5 separate regions of the Mus musculus genome follow, and all the other regions are linked to region 1. Evidence: chromatin contacts called from public HiChIP or PLAC-seq, capture Hi-C and promoter capture Hi-C data. All regions are on one chromosome and are shown on one strand. The core of a region is the stretch at or near the end of the contact, and the rest is flanking DNA. Distances in the headings are between cores, read along the strand shown. Region 1 holds the start of Ncbp3 (nuclear cap binding subunit 3). Region 2 holds the start of Slc13a5 (solute carrier family 13 (sodium-dependent citrate transporter), member 5). Region 3 holds the start of Tekt1 (tektin 1). Region 4 holds the start of Smtnl2 (smoothelin-like 2). Region 5 overlaps Spns2 (spinster homolog 2).

The links. Promoter capture Hi-C pulls out the DNA fragments that hold promoters and counts their contacts. HiChIP or PLAC-seq counts read pairs in DNA pulled down with a chosen protein or histone mark. Capture Hi-C pulls out chosen DNA fragments and counts their contacts.
Region 2: a capture Hi-C map of macrophages shows a contact between it and region 1, with 4 times the contacts expected there. The contact joins the promoter of Slc13a5 here to the promoter of Ncbp3 in region 1. A contact is called at or near these places in 3 of 39 promoter capture datasets (hippocampal neurons, liver and pre-B cells) and 1 of 9 other capture datasets (macrophages).
Region 3: a contact with region 1 is called in a promoter capture Hi-C map of liver, with 2.3 times the contacts expected there. The contact joins the promoter of Tekt1 here to the promoter of Ncbp3 in region 1. A contact is called at or near these places in 2 of 39 promoter capture datasets (liver and pre-B cells), 1 of 15 datasets of contacts at CTCF or cohesin (large pre-B cells) and 2 of 115 datasets of contacts at active chromatin or transcription factors (pancreatic cancer cells and stem cell-derived neural progenitor cells).
Region 4: a promoter capture Hi-C map of pre-B cells shows a contact between it and region 1, with 3 times the contacts expected there. The contact joins the promoter of Smtnl2 here to the promoter of Ncbp3 in region 1. A contact is called at or near these places in 2 of 39 promoter capture datasets (liver and pre-B cells).
Region 5: a contact with region 1 is called in an H3K27ac HiChIP or PLAC-seq map of microglia, with 4 times the contacts expected there. The contact joins the enhancer-like site here to the promoter of Ncbp3 in region 1. A contact is called at or near these places in 6 of 39 promoter capture datasets (the C10 cell line, hippocampal neurons, liver and 1 more), 3 of 115 datasets of contacts at active chromatin or transcription factors (extraembryonic endoderm stem cells, microglia and pancreatic cancer cells) and 1 of 9 other capture datasets (adipose tissue).

Annotation. Positions count from the first base shown.
Region 1 is chr11:73,046,589-73,049,139 of GRCm38.p6, forward strand. It overlaps Ncbp3 (nuclear cap binding subunit 3), which reads left to right and starts at 1,279. Exons shown (of 13, transcript NM_025818.3): 1 at 1,279-1,494. The coding sequence starts at 1,312.
Region 2 is chr11:72,265,330-72,267,880 of GRCm38.p6, forward strand. It overlaps Slc13a5 (solute carrier family 13 (sodium-dependent citrate transporter), member 5), which reads right to left and starts at 1,275. Exons shown (of 12, transcript NM_001004148.4): 1 at 1,135-1,275. The coding sequence starts at 1,236. 1700051A21Rik (RIKEN cDNA 1700051A21 gene) reads left to right here and starts at 1,515. Exons shown (of 2, transcript NR_045922.1): 1 at 1,515-2,196.
Region 3 is chr11:72,360,609-72,363,159 of GRCm38.p6, forward strand. It overlaps Tekt1 (tektin 1), which reads right to left and starts at 1,274. Exons shown (of 8, transcript NM_011569.3): 1 at 1,185-1,274. Gm34317 (a long non-coding RNA gene) reads left to right here and starts at 1,306. Exons shown (of 7, transcript XR_003949575.1): 1 at 1,306-1,383.
Region 4 is chr11:72,410,433-72,412,983 of GRCm38.p6, forward strand. Smtnl2 (smoothelin-like 2) reads right to left here and starts at 1,281. Exons shown (of 8, transcript NM_177776.3): 1 at 812-1,281. The coding sequence starts at 1,201.
Region 5 is chr11:72,466,002-72,468,552 of GRCm38.p6, forward strand. The region is part of intron 2 of Spns2 (spinster homolog 2); the gene reads right to left. Among named protein-coding and RNA genes, the nearest start is that of Gm40194, 9.9 kb to the left of the region's middle. Within about 2 kb of position 1,285, at least 162 of the 459 cell types and tissues checked have an H3K27ac peak or open chromatin away from gene starts, as enhancers often do. A contact at or near this core is called in adipose tissue, extraembryonic endoderm stem cells, liver and 3 more, where this site is marked.

The DNA.
Region 1 (2,551 bases), core at 29-2,528:
GAGAAAAGAAAATACAATCCATTGTTTTAACCCAATTTTGTACTTTGCATTGCAATCAATTGATGGTACCATTCTAAGGAATTCCATCTTGTTTGTCCCATGGTACAGACCCATTTCAAGAAAAGCTTGGATGTACAGTATCACCTCTTTTGGATCTTACAGCCGCACATAACTAGCTCATTCGGTCCTTATATTCTTCTGTGGAGGTGTGTCACTGTTCTATGTTCTGATGAAGGAACTGAGGTTCCGTGCCATGCCCAAAGTGACCTAGTGTATCTGAGTCTTGTGATTTTTTTTTCTGTTTTAGAATGATTTGCCTTTCTCTGAAAAGATTTTTAGGGGCTCAGATATATGGTCTTACCTATTCCTGGTTCAGATTGGGAGATAGGTCTAGAAAGGGCTAACTAAATATGACACAGGAGGAGACACAAAATCAGGACTCATGACAGACAAGAAGTCCCTTCTTCAAGTCTGAACAAGCCTTTCCTCTTTCCCAGCCAGACTCTTACTAGGAACATTTGCAGGAAATCTTGCTTGTGAGTCTCTGATGAGTAGAGCTCCCAGAAGTGACAAAATGGGTCTAAGCTCTGGTTCTGCCCTTTGGGTAGGTCACTGTGATCTTGAAGCACCCCTCTTCCCCTTTTAAGATAGGATCTTCTGTAGTTTAGGCTGGCCTCAAACTAGCAATTGCCCCTTGGTGTAATTGGGGGATAACCTTCAGCCCCTAGTCCTCCTGCCTCTATCTCCCAAGTGCTGGGAATACAATCGTGTACCATCCCTTTCCAGTTTAAATGTAGGCAGGGTTTTACCTTGGATCCCTGGATGGCCTGGAACTTAGAGATGTGCCTGCCTCTGACTCCTGACTGCTGGGATTATAGGCATGTAACCCCTACACTGGGCCCTAGTTTAAAATTTTGACCACATAATATGGCTCAATTACTGGAAGACTTGACAGAGCCAAAGCTTACTACGGAAATAACTTTGTAAACGCTCAGATTGCCTAGATGATAGATCGCGGTAACCGCTCAGCAGTTCTTAGAAGTATAGTCCTCAAAGTGCAGGTATTTTGGAACCTCAGACGACGCTCCACCTCCATCACTGCTTCGTCCCGCCCCCTACCCCGCGAAGTCCCGCCCCAAGCCGGCCCCAGGTTCCTAGGTCACCAAGGGGGCGCCAGAGATAAGGACAGCTTTCTGGTAGAAACAGACGACGCTCTAGGTGATAGCGGTGCTCCTCTGTGGTCATCGGCGACGGCGCTCTAGGCGGCGGGAGTGAGGGGCGGGCTTTCGGTGGTGCGGCCGGCTGGCAGCTATGGCGGCCGTCCGCGGCCTGCGAGTGTCTGTGAAGGCGGAGGCCCCCGCTGGGCCGGCTTTGGGGCTTCCGTCGCCCGAGGTGGAGTCCGGTTTGGAGCGTGGCGAGCCGGAGCCCATGGAAGTGGAAGAAGGCGAGCTGGAAATCGTGCCGGTGCGGCGCTCCCTAAAGGAACTGCTCCCGGTACGGGCGAGAGGGGCGGGGGCTGAGGAGGTCGCCGGGCGGGTGTCCCTGGAGAGTCAGGGAAGGTGGCGGACGGCGGCACTGGCGCAAGTCCGGGAACGCGGGAAAGGGGCGCGAGCGCCGAAAGGCGGGGGCCGCGCATGACCCGGAGAGCGCCAGAGAGAAAGGACGCCGGGGCGCCCGGAAATGGGTGCAGAGAGCGCTGGAGAGGCGGGGGATCTCGGAGAGAGTTGGGGACACCCCTCTCGCTGCCCCTCGGTGGCCCCGAACGGAATCAGCTGTGTTTGGTTGGAGATAAAAAGGAGCCGCGGGCGGGAACAGAACCTGAATCAGCCCTCAAAGAAAGTGTTAGGTGCCGCCGGCATCCAGGTCTCCTGGTGGGTCCTCCTTCCCCGGCCGAGTTGGTGTCACTTAAACCAGCTCTCTTCGCTTGGGAGGGCTAGACCTGTCAAACAGCAGACACTCGTGTGTTGGTATTGTGGATGAGGGTCCTCACGTCCCCGCACCTTCACTGCGTCTACTCTCGGTGGTCCCAGCTTCTGACACACAGTGACATTTGATCTTTCTTTAACCACAGTGGGTCTGAGGAGTGTTTTGCCTGTGGTTTGGTAGTCACATGCCCCTTCTTAAAGCTGGTCTGAGGCCTGGATAGCTCGGTTTTCACATACAACGTGAACTCCCTGCGCCCCCTCCTTTAATTACATGATAGCAGCTTGGTTTTACATTTGAAGTTATGAGTGAAGGCTAAGGTAGTGATGACAAATGACAATACCTTTGGTGACAACATCTATAGGTTATAGTGGATAGTGTATAGGTCAGGTGTTATCCATTCAGTCAGTTTAACATGTTTATATCACACACCTCTCTGTGTGCTGGTGTAATCCTAGGTGCTTAAGAGCGAACTCCCTCTTGGTGTTGCCCTAGTAGGGGAGACAAGTAAATAGTTCCCTTTTGTATTAAGTGCTACAAAAACAAACACACACACACACACACACACACACACACACACACACACACACCCTGTTAATAGGATAAAAAGCACAGTGGCCAGGAGGGA
Region 2 (2,551 bases), core at 25-2,524, 780 kb before region 1:
ATCCTAGGAGCCGGAATGATCCCCTTTTACTCCCAGAATCCAGTCACCCCATTGTACCCATCAAAGCACCCGGGGCCCGGAGAGCAAAGGGTCTTGCTGAAAGGCACAATGTGAAATGACTAGAAGCCCACCAGGGGACACCCCTCTCCTCTCAAAACCTTCCCTGAAGAGAGCCACTGTTTCTCAAACCTGCCTGTGGAGGGGAAGCAGGATCCGAGCAAGGTTTCCTGTCTGGGCTGAGAGTGAAAGGGTAGCCACATAAGGCTTCAAAGAGCCCTGGCCTCGCCAAACTGGCTGCACACAGCCTGACAGAGCCGGGGCCAGCGCTCCCGCCCTCCTCTGCTCTGCAGCCAAGGCCATTCATTCTCTCCCTTCCTCCCAGGAGCACCAGGAGGCCAGGGAATGGGACTCAGCTTCCCCAGCAACCGAGAGCCATGCCACCCAAGGCGTGAGCTCTGGGAATACGTCCTGCCTCCTCACACTGACTGCCTCAGCAGGCGGTGGGCAGTGCCCGACCTGCCTTTCAGGCTGCAGCAGGATTTGAACTCGAGAGTGGCTTCCTTGGCTTCCGAGCTAGAAAGAAATATAGATCATAGATGGGGAACCTGAGCTTCAAATATCAAGGCCAGATTATGGCAAAGGCATGATCCACTCTGTTCCTGTAGTTCCCTGCCTGAAGGCATCTACAGCTAGGAAATCTCTCTTTCCTAGAGAAGAGGCACAGAGGGAAAGAAAGCCCAGCCTTCAGAGTCTCTACTAGCTCGAGCATTATCTTTGAGCTGGACTAGCGTTGGTTGTGCACTCTGGGAGGAGATTTTGAGTCAGAGGCTAAGCCTGTCGAGGGGTCTGTGTGGTTCAGATCTGTTCTAACGTCCAGGTTTCCGTGTTTGCCCGGACGGCTCTTGCGCCCTGAAATCGGTGCACTCTAGGACGTGTTCACCTTAGGGTCTGTGCGTCCCTCGGATTCTTTGCAGAGCACCTCCTATCTGGTGCCTGGAGCGTCTGAGCACGCGTCCCAGGGGAGCTCGTCCCCACGGAGGAATCTATGCGTTCCAGCTCAGCGTTCCCGGGTTCCGTGCCCGTTATTGCACTGGGCACCCGGATTCCGCCAGGCTGCCCAGACACGCAACTGACCTTGTCAGGTATCAGAATGACGAGTGGAAGCATCAGGATCGGGGTGAAGAGCAAAATCGCAAAGGACTTGAACTTGGTCACACAAGTCTTCGCCGAATCCATCGCGTGAAAGGGAGACTGACTGGAGGGAGAAAAGATTGCGAGGCAGCTAGAAGCTTCACGAGCTTAAAAGGGGGACGCGCGGTCCCACCGGATTGGGGGCGGCTACAACTCCGCCCCCCATTGCCAGGCCTCCCTGCGGTCCTGGGGCGGAGCCACCCCTCGGGGTCTGTGGGGAGTGTCTGTCCCAGGACTCTGCCACCCCGCGGCAGAGTGAGGCGTTTGCAGATTTCAGTGCTTGGCACCAGCCCTCTATGGAGAGGACTGGACCCTGGCACCTCACCACTTGCCAGCCCGTTGGCGCTGCTCTGGTCCTCAGTACCATGCAGGGTGTGCCGGTCATTCTGCCAGCTTAAGCGTGAGGACCCTTTGTGTACTCTCACCTGCTCTCTCCTGGACTCCGGAATGTCCCAGATGAAAAACACCAGCCTGTAGGATTCTCAGGCTTCTCTCTCCAAAGCGTTCTCCTTCTCATCCCTATCCCGGAGGGGCGTCTCCTAGAGGCGATGGCCGAGCCCTGCGCCACCGCGGTCTTCTCACCTCCAAGATCCGCTGGCTTCCTCCTAGCGTTAGCCCGACTCTAGACATAGAACCCATTTCCCTCCTCGTGCCGTCTCCTACCCAGCGCACCGTAGGCGCTCTAGAGGGACCGCTAAGGAAGGCGGTCACTGTCCTCGCAGACCGAACGACTTTTACCCTCCAGCGAACGCGCTTGCGCAGGCCGGCCGTCTTTGCCCAGGCGCGGGTAGTTGCTGCCGCCCACTTACCAACCACCTCGCTAGTACCATTTTATGGTGGGAGACGGGGCCTTAGAAAAGAGGGGGCATAATCCTGCCAACCATCATCGAGGCATTCGTTCATTCATTAATCCTCCCCTTAACAGACCTGTGTGTAGTACCTGCTGTGCTAAGTCCTGTTTGGGACACCAACACAAGAGGGTGCAATGACATTATTGACACTTCGGTGAGTTCTTTCTCTTCTGCCTGCCTCTCATTCTCCTCTGGGGAGTCTTATCCACAGGCTACTTGACACATGGCTGAGTCCAGATTCCTGTACAGTCAGCTCTCACCACTGATCAAGATGCTATCTAGTTGCTGACATGGTTAGCGTGTTTACGACTAGGATGGCTGCTTCTGTTCTAAACATGGAAACCATCGGCGTACTCTGAACTATATACAACAGAGACCGACTATTAGCACGGCACTTACACTGTGTGTTAGGTGTTGCAAGCAATCCAGAGATGAAGTAAAGAATAGGTTATATGCAATTGCTACGAATTATATGAGACTAACCTCTCCTCCCTCTTCTCCACCCCTAG
Region 3 (2,551 bases), core at 24-2,523, 690 kb before region 1:
GGGCAGTGGTGGTGCCTTTAATCCCAGAACTAGGAAGGCAGAGGCAAGTGGATCTCTGAAAATTTGAGACCAGCCTAATCTACAGAGTGAGTTCCAGGAAAGCCAGGGCTACACAAAGACACCCTGCCTTGGAGAAGAAAAAAGGAGAGAGAGGGAGGGAGGGAGGGAGGGAGGGAGGGAGGGAGGGAGGGAGGGAGAGAGGGAGAGAGGGAGAGAGGGAGAGAGGGAGAGAGGGAGAGAGAACGAAAGACAAGGAAGGAAGGAAGGAAGGAAGGAAGGAAGGAAGGAAGGAAGGAAGGAAGGAAAGAAAGAAAGGAAGAAAAGAAAGAAAGGAAGAAAAGACAAGGAAGAAAGGAAGGAAAGAAAGAAAAAAGAGAAAGAAGGGAAGGAAGGAAGGAAGGAAGGAAGGAAGGAAGGAAGGAAGGCAGGCAGGCTGAGCGAGCCATGATGAACAAACCAGTTAGCATGCCCTTCATGCCCTCTGCATTAGCTCCTGCCTCTAGATTCTTGCCCTGTTTTGAGTTCCTATCCTGACTTCCTTCAATGATAAACAAGCAATATGAACATGTAAGACAAATATGCCCTTTCCTCTCCAACTTGCTTTTTGATCATGTTGTTTTGTCACAGCAATAGAAACCCTAAGACAAGCAGTATTCTTTCAAATACATGAACCCAGACATGTTGTATAAGAAATGAACAGATGTGACGTCTGTAAGCCAACATCTGGGCATTGTGACTACAGGATAAAGACAAGGAACAGGGGGTAAGGCAGCCTCTGGAGACAGTTGCGGGGGAAAAAAAATATGATCCCCTGGCTCTGAACGACATCACATCTGTCTTCCATAGGCAAAGCTGAACTCTGAAAGCCTCCCGCTCTGGACTCTATAACCCTAGTATTTACCCTAGGGGCCTCTGAAGCCGTCACAACCAAGGATGGATTCAGATCTTGACTAGGCTAAGCATCAGGCCCCATGTAACCCCCTCAGACACTCCTGAGCTCTCCAGTTCAGTCCCCTCCTATGGTCTCTCCCGAGTCTGTCTCAGCGTGGCTCTCTGAGATATAACTTTGAACAAGTGTGAATAGTCTCGAAGAGGGGACCGATATCAGTGCTAACCGCTGATACAAAAGACACACCGCGTGGGTAGGGAGAAGGGGTAGGTGAGGTGGATCGGGGCTCACTTACCTTAGTTCATTAAAGAACACAAGCTTCTGTAGGGCACTCCTGACCCCAACCAGAGCTCCTGGTTCTGAGAGAACCAGCCGAGAAAACTGCGGTCTCTATGGCAACCGGACGGACGCAACGTTGCCCTAGTTAGAAGACTGCGCAAGCGCGAATGTGAGAGTGGTGCTAAAGGGTAACCCGAGCAAACAAGACAAAGAAAGTAGGTGGTCCGAAGTCTGATCCTGCTGAGAAAACGTCAAAACACGGGGCAGGAGATTGGGTCACTCGGGGTTCCCGTTCCCCGAGTCTCTGACTCCATAGATGCACAGCGGGTCGGTCTTGGCGCTGTCCTGAGCCGTAGATGACCCGGGACCACAGAGATACACACACTGCGTTCCACGTGGTCGTTGCTCCAAACCTGGAGCAAAGGACCTGCAAACCTAGCGACACACAGGGTGCATGGGTAGCTCCAGACAGGGGTAGGCAAGAATGGGTTTTCGGCCAGGTATCTTCTCCCAAGGCGTAAAACTCACCAAGCACTGAGCTTTTTCTCGGTTAAGATCGCACTGCTACGTGATCTTCAAACTGTTGTGGATTGAGTTAAAATTAGGCTTTCAGGACGCCAGCCACTCGGTGCCACGGCCATGAGTTTAACATAGCCATACACCATCTTCAAACGTTCGTTTTACAGGCAGCACGTTTATTTAAAAAACAAAAAAACAAAAACAAAACAAAACAAAAAAACCCTTTGCATTACTACTGGAAATGGGAAATTGGCGCTGTCTGTGTGGCAGAAAAAGCAATCATAAAGGTGAACACGATGAAACAAAGGCATAAAATTTATAACAATGTGAAGGCACTGATGAAGGGCTGGAGAGATGGCTCAGCGGTTAAGAGGACTGACTGCTCTTCCAGAGGTCCCGAGTTCAATGCCAAGCACCCACATGGTGGCTCACAACCATCTGCAATGAGATCCAGTGCATACCTTCTGGTGTGCATGAAAACAGAAAACAGAGCACTCCTAGTCATAAAATAAATACATAAACAAATCTTTAAAAGAAAGAGAAAGAAATGAGGGAAGGAAGGAAGGAAGGAAGGAAGGAAGGAAGAAAAAGCAGCGATGAGCTGGGTGTATCTGCTTATCCCTGGCATCTCAGCATGCCAGAAAAAGACCCTTAAGCTGAGGATTCAAATCTGAAAGACATATTGGAAATTAACACTCACCTTTCATTCATGTATGTATATATATATATATTGCTTTTTTTCAAGACAGGGTTTCTCTGTGTAGCTCTGGCTGTCCTGGAACTCACTTTGTAGACCAGCCTGGCCTGGAACTCAGAAATCCACCTGCCTCTGCCTCCAAGAGCTGAGATTAAAGGCGTGCGCCA
Region 4 (2,551 bases), core at 31-2,530, 640 kb before region 1:
CCACCACCCCCCCACCCCGCCAGCAAATTCCGGGTCAGGATGGAAAATCCCACCTAAGGGCCACTGCACACACCATAGAAACAGTCTAACCAGGCTCTGTCACTCCAGGAGGTCGTGACCAAGTGGTAAAACTGGTCCACACCAGCTTCTGCCCAGAAATCTAGACACAGCTAAAGGCCCGTTCCCCCTCTCCGTTTCCAGTAAAGGGTCTGCCCTCTGCAACATGAGTTCCCAAACAGTTACTGATCAGTCCAGACCAGAGTGCGCTCACATGCGCGCGCGCGCGCGCGCGCGCACACACACACACACACACACACAGAGGCAACTCAGTCGGGGTTAATCTACAACCGGAACGGTCAGGCCTCAGTGAAGCAGCAACACAGTGCGCGTGAACAAAAACGTTGTAGGGGGCAGGTAGAGGACGCTGACCATTCCAACTTGCAGGTGAGGACCCAGACGACAGTGAACTATCAAAGACTGAACCTTGGCGTCCAAACTCTTAAAATTCATGGGTCAGATGGGAGAGGGCAGATCTCAAGGCAAAAACACCACCCGGATCCAAGAAAGAAGTGCAAAGCAGGTGCAGCAGGCCTACTAAAACAATGTTTCTCCTGTCCTTTCCAGCTCTGGAGAGCTTAAATGTAATCCCGGCTACCAAGTCCCAGCGGCAGGTGGAGGTATAGCTCTCTTACTAGAGGACGCTCGCCAGCGCACGCACTCAGAGCTGATGGGCGGCACCAATTTCCCAACCCTACACCCCAGGCACGCTCCTAGTCGCTCACATCCCTCGCGCCGCACCCCCGGGGCTCACCGGGCTTCGACCGGACAGCGAAAAGGTGGCATGACTGGAGAAGCGTGCAGTGCCCAAGCGGGGGGCGCGGTCGGTAACTGTGGCCGCCGGAGGGGGACTGGGCGTGCCGGGTGCAGGGGACACTCCAGTCGCCAAGCCCAGCGCCTCCACCTGGCGCGTCAAGCGTTCGAGCTGTGCCTGCAGCCGCTGGTTGTCCCGCTGCAGCTCGGCCACAGTACGAGCCAAGGGGCCGGCCAGGCGCAGCGCCTCTGCCACGCGCCGCTCCACGCCGCGCTGCAGCCCCTGCATGTCCTCGTGCAGCGCACGCACCGCACCCTCCAGCGCCGCCTCGTAGCGGCCCAGCGCCTCGCGCACTGTGTGCGCCTCCTCGGCGTCGGGGGACGGCTCCATGGCCGAGTGGGGCACACCGATCGGACAGCGGGCAGAACGCGGGAGACGTTGAGAGATCCGCAGCTCCTTGGGACGACTGGCGGGCCGCGGCTGGCTGAGCCCGAGGGGCGGCCGGAGGGGGCGGGAGCAGGGCGGGGCAGACCCCTAGAGCCCCAGGACTGGGCGCTGAGTGAGGAGGCGGGGCCGAGGGGGCGGGACAGCCCATTCCAGGACACCCCGCCCCTGGGGACTGGCCGGGTCGGTGCGGGATGCCTGGCCCCGGAGGCACTTAGTGAAAAGTTCTCCTTCTCTGCTTTGCAGGGATGTGGATCCCTGGGGGAGTAAGGAGTCCCATACACGCTTGACCCCAGGGAGTGGTGTGCGACCCGGTGAAAGATCTGGGAAGAAGACACTCGAAAGGACATTACTCTAGGAACAACAACTAAAAGAGTTATACATTTCCCTGTAGGTCCACTTTGGTTGGACTCTCCCCCCTGTTCAGGGAACCGCAGCAACTGTACACACACACACACACACACACCATAACCGCTCTGACTCACCTTTGTATGCATCTCCGGTCACCACCGGTACCATCCAGTTCGCAAATACTCACTTGTGAGACTTTTTAAAAAAATATTTATTTGACTTTATGTGTGTGAGCCTGCTTGTCTGTATCTACACAGCATGTGTGGTGCCCACATAAATCACAAAGTGGTGTCAGGATCCTCTAGAACTGGAGTTTCCAATAGTTGTGAGCCATCATGTGTGTGCTGGGAGCCGAGTTCTGGGGTTTCTCTGAAAGAGCAAAAAGTGCCCTAAACTGCTAAGCCCACACTTCAGCCCCCCACCTGTGACACTTTTGCCTGGGATTTCTTGCACCAGTTCTGAGATCAGGAAGAGTTATGTAGATGGTAAAATGCCCCTCCTATCCTCCTAGGCCTGCTCTCTGTGTGTGTGTGTGTGTGTGTGTGTGTGTGTGTGTGTGTGTGTGTGTGTTAAAGATGAACAGGAAGGTTGGGACCCAAATCCCAAAATCTTGCTATGAGCAACTTTGGGATCAAAAACTAGGATGTGCACTGCTGCCCCCCTCTTCCCCAAGCTCAGTCAAGAACCTCGATCCACCTGACAACCTTCAAACCTCTTTTTTTCTCCAGCACTCCTCTTATTCCAGAAAGTCCCCTTTCCCAGCCTAGAAACCCCAAACATCACCAAAGAAGGAGGGATGGAGGCAATTGTTGCTCAGGATAACAATATGATAGATGTTGTAAACATTTAAAATAAAGAAAAAACCATCTCATTCATTGTGCTAAAAGGCTTTCCTAACTCGATTTCTCTGGGCCTGGGCTATGGGAGGTGGCTCAAAGCCTGGAG
Region 5 (2,551 bases), core at 35-2,534, 580 kb before region 1:
AGAGACGGTGACATTTCAACTCAGCAAAGACCTGCAGGAGACAAGGAAACAGTCATAGAAGTACCGGGGAAAGGAGAGCTAGAGTGCACTTGGTGTGTTTGCGGGGCGTGAAAGAGGCCAGAGTGTCTGAAGCAAAGTGACGGAGGGGGAAGGGTGGAAGACAAGGCTAAGAGGCCAGATGGAGTGGGATCCTCACGGGGAAGGCAGGAGATGCTGAACAAAGAACTAATGACCTGGTTTGGCTCTGCTGGGACAAGAGCACAGTAATGTTCAGGGACTTGGGAGAGAATGCCACTGTTGATGATGGGAGGGGTTGGTGTTCTAGGTGAGATACAGAGATCCAGGTAGAATAGAGGCCAACTACACAGACAGGGAGTCCCCTCTGTCTCATGGAAGGCAGTCCCACTGCCAGTAGGCAGATGGCCAGACAACACTGACCTCTGTACGCTAGGTTCATGTGTATGTGGTTTAGCAGCCTCTGGGGAGACAGTATTTAGGGGGAGGAGCAATGACGAGAGGAAGGGCGTGAGCAGGGCAAAGTGGGTTGCTCAGAGTAGCATGAAGGGTTCTTTTCTCCGCTAGACTTGAAAACACAGGAGAGGGGACCTGGTAATTCAGGTCTGTGACTTAAGCTTTGGGCAGAATCAGTCCTTGCGCCATAGGGTTCAACCCCAGCTCTGCACCTTCTTAGGTAGGCTCCTTTGCCAGGTCACATCTCTGTCATTGTCAGCCTCATTGATGTGCTGGTAAATGTGTAGAAACAGGTTCTCTAAAAAGGGACAGAGGAGGGGCCCCACGATGCCTGGGGGTTGTGCATCTCCACAGTATAAACACTCTACCCGGCTGAGGCCAAGTCACCTAAGAGATGTGAAGCTCAGAGCTTAGTACCTTGTTCAGTCATAGGCGTTTCCACCATTCAGATAAAAGGAGTTTACCTTAAGCACACTGATAATGTCTTGATGTAAGAAAGTAATTAGGAAGCGATGACTTCTGAGAATTTATCAGCTTCTTTCAGTACAGATCACTCAGTTGTAAGTTTATTATGATTTAGTTCTAACAATGGCTGTGTCTAACAATCGGCTCACACAATTCCTAAAAATTTAACAATCGACTCTCATGAGCCACTCTAAGCCAGCTCCCCACGCCAACTTCCTCATCTGTAAAATGAAGATAAAAATAGCTGCTGCTCTGGTGGCTTGAGTATTGGATGAGACAGTGTGGGGGAAGGTGCTTCATGCCCTGCCCTCCGAGGCGCAGGCTGGGTCAACAAGGCTCGTGTTTACATTAGCCAGGGCCAGTATTATTTCCTTACATCTACAGAAAGAATGCTTTCTTGTCAGCTCTGCCTCCTAAGACCTGCCCAAGATCAGATCAGGATGTGGACGAGGAAAAGCTTAGTCTCAAAGGGCTTACACATGTTTAGAGGGGAAGAGGAACAACTGCCTTCTGTATGCCAGTCTGAACTGGGTGGGGAGTGGGCAGAGACAATCTGAGTAGGCAGTGCCTCTTGTCTAGCCAAAGTGCAGGTCCTACCATGAATTGCACAGCTTGATGTACTTAAAGCCTGTGAATCAGTAAGGGTCACCAAATCCTGCTAATGTCAAAGTGGGTAATGAAACGTGCCTAGGAGTTCACCATGATGACAACACATGCACACACACACACACACACACACACACACACACACCACTCTCTCGCTCCCCCTCACACTATCTCTCACACACAGTCACACACACGCACACATGCACACATACTCTCACACACACGCACACACACTCTCACACACACACATTATCTCTCATACACAGTCACACACATGCACACATGCACACATACTCTCTCACACAACACACGAACACACACATACTCTCTCACACACACATACTCTCTCACATACATACTCACACACACATGCACACACACATACTCTCTCACACACTCACACACACATACTCTCACACACACACATACTCTCTCACACACATTCTCTCACACACACACACTATCTCTTACACACAGTCACACATACTCTCACACACACACGCACACACACTCTCTCTCTCACACACACACACACAAGCACACACACATACTCTCACACACACTGACACACACACACACACACACACAGAGGCACGCACACACTGTCACAGGCACGCGCACACTGTCACATTCACACACACATTATATAAATTTCAAGTCTTCTAATCATATTGTACGATGGTTAATGAAGCACGATGCTTATTGTTAATAACGCCTGCAGTTGTCACTGATGGATCAGTTATGACAGACCAGGCCCTGGACACACACTTGGCACATGCATTCATCATTTCTGTCGATTCTCTCTCTAACTTCATCTTACAGAGAAGATGACCCAGCTGAAAGAAGTGATGTCACAGGGCAACTGTATGTCTGAGTCAAAATTAAACTGTAGTTTAGCTGACTCTGAAGCCCTCGCTTTAAATCATATCACTTGATGCTAGACTGGGAAGAGGATGGTCCCCACAGACGCCCCTGACGTCAGAGAATATTCATGCTATACTGGGAACAG